2 separate regions of the Mus musculus genome follow, and region 2 is linked to region 1. Evidence: chromatin contacts called from public Hi-C data. All regions are on one chromosome and are shown on one strand. Each heading gives the region's core, a stretch centred on a gene start, on an enhancer-like site or on the middle of the called end of the contact. The rest is flanking DNA. Distances are from core to core; before and after follow the strand shown.

The links. Hi-C and Micro-C count contacts between places; a contact is called where the count stands out from the background.
Region 2: a contact with region 1 is called in a Hi-C map of bone marrow-derived macrophages, with 41 read pairs. The contact joins the promoter of Hinfp here to the enhancer-like site in region 1. A contact is called at or near these places in 10 of 39 promoter capture datasets (3T3-L1-derived adipocytes, the C10 cell line, the HPC-7 cell line and 5 more), 4 of 484 Hi-C or Micro-C datasets (bone marrow-derived macrophages, embryonic stem cells, nephron progenitors and 1 more), 7 of 115 datasets of contacts at active chromatin or transcription factors (the 230-238 cell line, the SCID.adh cell line, bone marrow-derived macrophages and 2 more) and 3 of 9 other capture datasets (adipose tissue, liver and pancreatic islet).

Annotation. Positions count from the first base shown.
Region 1 is chr9:44,190,017-44,192,716 of GRCm38.p6, forward strand. All of the region lies in intron 2 of Cbl (Casitas B-lineage lymphoma), which reads right to left. Among named protein-coding and RNA genes, the nearest start is that of Cbl, 43 kb to the right of the region's middle. Within about 2 kb of position 1,370, at least 17 of the 459 cell types and tissues checked have an H3K27ac peak or open chromatin away from gene starts, as enhancers often do. A contact at or near this core is called in 3T3-L1-derived adipocytes, adipose tissue and bone marrow-derived macrophages, where this site is marked.
Region 2 is chr9:44,304,354-44,307,053 of GRCm38.p6, forward strand. Hinfp (histone H4 transcription factor) reads right to left here and starts at 1,318. Exons shown (of 10, transcript NM_172162.3): 1 at 1,263-1,318.

The DNA of each region.
Region 1 (2,700 bases), core at 120-2,619:
GTGCTGGTAATCAAACCCTGGCTCTCTCAAAGAGCAGCCAGTCTTCTTAAACCACTAAGCCATCTCTCCAGTCTCAGAAATGAAAATTTAAATGGGCAGATTAATAGCAAATACTTTAGAGCAGTGGTTCTCAACCTCCTTAATGCTGTGACTCTTTAATACAGTTCATCCTGCTGTGGAAACTCCCAACCTTAAGATTATTTTCTTGCTACTTCATAATTGTAATTTTGATAGTGTTATGATCCATAATGTAAATATCTGATATGTGACCCTTGTGAAAGGGCGGAGACCCACAGGTTGGGAACCAGTGCTTTAGTAGAAAACAACAATAAGCTGAAGAGAGTAGTAGAAACTTTCTAAATTAAAATACTGGGGAGGGGATCGATGTAGTCGTAGTGGCCAATGGAACATTAAGCAGTCTCCTGAAGGAGAAATGGGAGAGACAGAAACAGTGACAGGAGCTTTCCCAAGTGTGACAGAAACTGGCATCTCAACAGCACTCGAGGAAGCTCCCACAGAATGTTAACATTATTACAAAGCTATGCTTCGGGCTAAGGAGACAGATCGGTGCTGCCCTTCTCACCTCCACATGTGTGTCATGACATGTGCAAACTTATAATAAATTAATTTAGAAATAGATGAATACAATAGTTCTCAGGGCCCTTTCAGACAGTCTGAAATACTAAAATTACCTCCGTAAAATGTTACACACAACATGCCTTTTTCCACTCTAGTGACATTCGCATTCATGGCCCAGGAAACAGTGGACAAGACTGCCGATTCCAGACACAATCAAGACAACACACCAAACTATTTATGCAGTCAAAATACAGCTGTATTCTTTTTTGTTTGTTTGTTTGTTTGTTTTTCGAGACAGGGTTTCTCTGTGTAGCCCTGGCTGTCCTGGAACTCACTCTGTAGACCAGGCTGGCCTCGAACTCAGAAATCCGCCTGCCCTTTGCCTCCCGAGCACTGGGATTAAAGGCGTGCGCCACCACGCCTGGCACAGCTGTATTCGTAAAACCAAATACTGTTTGCTTGCACTTTAAGAATTCCCTTAACAGAGTCTTACAATATGGCTCAGTGATTAAAGGTACTCGTCTTAAACCTTGACAACACAAGTTCAATGCCTACAGCTTACTCAAATTACATGAGCCACGGCACTTGTACCCACACATACACATTACACACACACACACACACACACACACACACACACACTTTCTGAATCTCCTTTATTGAAGCAGACGTCTTTAATAATTACTCCTGTTAGATCCACAGTGAAGTGCTTTGTTTCTTTAGACATTCTGTGTGACACAATGAGAAGAACACCAAGTTCTGTTGCAATATGGCCAACCTTAGGAAAGTACTTACGCAATGCAACAGTGATGCAAGCTTTTTTAAAAAGGCATTTTTTTCTTAAGATCACTTAAGCCATTTCTAGCACACAACATCAACAATATCATATAACCATAACCACTATCCATTTCCAGATTTATTTACATTCCCTTTTTCTTCAATAGTGCTTACTCTTGATACATTTTACACCTGTATATATGCATTTGACCATATACCCCATTCTTATCTTTTTGAGACAGAGCATCATGTTATGATGTATCCCAGGGCGGGCTAAAACTTTCCATCCAGTAGAGAATGACCTTCAGTGTCTCTGGTCTTCCTGAGAGCTGAGACTGCAGGTGGGTGCTACAATGATGGCAATAGTTGGTTTGTTAAGATAGGCCCTAGCCTTGCAGCACACACTGGCTTTGAACCTGCAGTGATATTCCTGTCTCAGCACAGCAGAATTTCAGGAACGTGCCTCAATGCTACCATTTCTAGAACTCATCTATTCTGGCTATATGACCATTGAGCAGTAACCACCTCTCCCCTCCTTTTAGTTCCCAATACTCTATTATACCTGTCTTTATAAATTTGCACAGTCTAAATACCTCATAAGTAAAATCATAAAACGTCCTTTTAGATCTGGCTTATTTCAATCAGCAAACTGTCTTCACAATTAATCTGTGCTGTAGCTTGTATGTGCATTCTACCCCTTCTTACAGGTGAGTATTGAAACTTACCTGGCCAGTGAGATGGCTTGGACAGAGATGCCTGTGCACAAGACCTGAGTTTGACCTCAGATTTCTGGACCCCACAAGGTAGGAAAGAACCAACTGCTGAGGTGTGTGTGCATACAGAATAATACAAATTTAATTTTCCTAGAGTTCTATACAATATGTTAAACATATCCCCTCCCCATACTCACACCCTCCTTTTTCTCAGCCCTACTAGTCCCCACCACTTCCCTAGACAGTTTTACTTTGTCACTTAATATCTGTGTGCATGACTTTATGTTGACTATAGAAAAATCTAGAAATCATAAACAAGAGAAAACAATGATATACATATGGCTTTCTGTGATTGGCTTAACTCACTTATGACTAATACTGCCTTCATTTGCATTCATTTTTCTTGAAATGACAGAATTTCATTTTCCTTTATGGCTGAAAAGGTTTCACTGTACAAATGGCACACTTTTGTTATTTCCTGTTGTTGGACACCTCAGCTCGTTCCCTAACTTAGCTATGGCAGTCCTGCAGTGAATGCTATGCTCCAGAATCTCGGTGAATGCCTACTGAATTCAGAAGCTTGGGTACACACCAGGCAACTGCAACTGTACACCAACATTTCGTTTGTCCA
Region 2 (2,700 bases), core at 68-2,567, 110 kb after region 1:
TAAAATGTAGATTCCATTTGACTGAAGGAGCCCTGTTTACACTCCAGTGTCTATACTTTACTAAACATTTTTAAGAATATAATAAGCTGGGCGTGGTGGTGCACGCCTTTAATCCCAGCACTCGGGAGGCAGAGGCAGGCGGATTTCTGAGTTTAAGGCTAGCCTGGTCTACAAAGTGAGTTCCAGGACAGCCAGGGCTACACAGACAAACCCTGTCTCTAAAAACAAAACAAAACAAAAGTATATAATAAGTATGTAGTTTAAAAGAACGAGAACAAAGTGAAAGGTTGATGCAAAATTTCTAGGAGGGACATTAAAGGGACAATTCTGCAGAAGTGAGATGGCTCAGTGGGGGAAAGCAGCTCTTGTCACACTAGCCTGACAACCTGAATATGACCCCAGGAACCCCACCACCACCATTCACTCACATATGCTCACACCACTAATCAAGTGGTGGGGAACAGGGTGGCGTTGCCAGTCTTTGAGACAGGATCTCTTGAGAATTTCAGGACAGCCAGAGCCACAAAGTTAAGATGGTCTCACAAAAAAGAAAGCCACCACGGACATCACATTATGTCTAAGGGTGTATCTGTCTGAAGAGGAAGTCAGAAGGATGGAGAAGGAAAATAAAACGAAACTCCTTAGTTTTGTGATCTTAAATTACTTAAGCCATATGGGCCTAATGCACTACTGAGGCTCACTAAGGGTTTGCTACATCTAGCCTTGTTTCTGAGTGTTAATTAGGGGATGGAGAAGCATCCAACCCCCCCAGGATCCTTACCTGACATTTCATCACTAGTCAAAGTACAAAACCATCCCATCAACAATTATCAGGAGAGTATATACTCTATCGCCAGGCACCAATGAACTCTGAGCCACAATCCAGAAGAAAGGCCCAGGTCCTAAACAAGGACTCACAGACCAGGATCTGACGGCTGAACCCCGCAACCAATCCAAGGCGCAGGACCAGGGAGATCGGGACACGAAAAGGCCGGTGGGCAGCCTCGCCTGGGCGCTGAGGCCGGAGGATAGGTAGCTAGAACTCAGAGGAAGTAGCCCATCCGGGAGAGCTTCCCGGGATCCCCGGCGTCAAGCGTGGTGCCGAGGGAGTCCAGCCGCAGAGACCCCCTAGCCCGAGGGCGCGGAGGCTAAGGGCCGGCACGGACGCCACACCGAGCGGCTCCAGGAAGCCCGGCCTTCCGCAGGCTCCGGAGAGAGCCGCTTTAGCCGCCAAGGTACGGGAGCCGCAAGCCTCCACTCACCTGCCAGCGCCGCTGGTTTGCCCAGCGCCCCACCCACCTCACACCATCTACCCCGAGGCGTTTGAGCGACGACCAGCGACAGCCAATCGCCGCTCTCGAGTCGACCGACAGCCAATGGCCGCTGCGTCTGTCAGAGCCCGTGCGCACCAAAACACGGAAGAGGCGGGAATCGTCCCGGAGAGGGCTCCGAGTCCCAAGGGGGAGAGTGAGGGACGACCGGATGTGGCTGAAGTTCGCGTCACCTTCAAAAGTGGGTTGGGCCTGCTCCCGACTGTGCGCAGGCGGGAAGCTTTGAGGCTTGAATTCCCACTACTGCGCAAACTCGCGCCGACCACCCACTGGGCATGCGCCTAGTTTGGCCGGCCTTGTCTGTCATCTTCCTCACGGTGTTTGTAGTTCGGTTAGTTGTCTAGGTAGTTCGCCTACACTGGGGCACCACCTTCATCTTTGATTTTCTTAAGTCTTCTCTGTTTTATGTACCGTACCCCAGGTTGACCTTGGACTCACAGAGACCCACCTGCCTAAGTGCGCCACCTCACCAAGTTTAAGGGATACTGGGGGATTCATTCAAGGGTTTCTGCTTGCTAGACAAATGCTCTACCAACAGACACACACACACCAGCCCCGGAGTCTACTTTTTTTTTTTTTCTTTTTTCTTTTTTTTTTTTTTTTTTTGGTTTTTTCGAGACAGGGTTTCTCTGTGTAGCCCTGGCTGTCCTGGAACTCAGAAATCTGCCTGCCTCTGCCTCCCAAGTGCTGGGATTAAAGGCGTGCACCACCACGCCCGGCCGAAGTCTACTTTCTTTAACACGTGATCATCCATATTCCTCTATCTTCACTTCCATTCTGTTCGACGAATGACACCCATTCCAGAACTCCACACTCATTTAACATGCCCCAGTGCTTAATTTCTCTACAAGACATCCTTCACAGAGCCCAGCAAAGTGATCTTTAACAAAACCAGACTCGATCAAGTCAGAATTCTGTGTAAAATATTCAAAGGCGTTCTGTTGCCTTCAGTACAATGGCCCCAAACCAAATGGAGAATTTCCAAACGCCAGCATCTGGGTGCTGCCTACCTCAAATCCTATCTTGCGTCTTGGACCTCATTTCCTGCACCTCAGACACAAATTTCAGTTTCCCCACCACACTGTGCCTCCTTTTACTTCCCATGTGTCCACTTGTTTTCCCCTGAAAGTCTCCCCTTCCCACTTCCCATTACGTAACTAGCCATTCTTGTGTTTTCAATGGAGACGGTCCTTTGCCTGAGAATTGACTCTTCTTATTATGATATATTGTATTTGTGCTTACTACTGTGCAGTCTACACTACCCAGTGAGAAAGACCAGTTGCGCCTATTTCTTCGTTTTTATAAACCAGTCACAGTCACACAATCCAGTGAAGGAAATTCAGAATTTAAAATTGCCATGCTCAAGCCA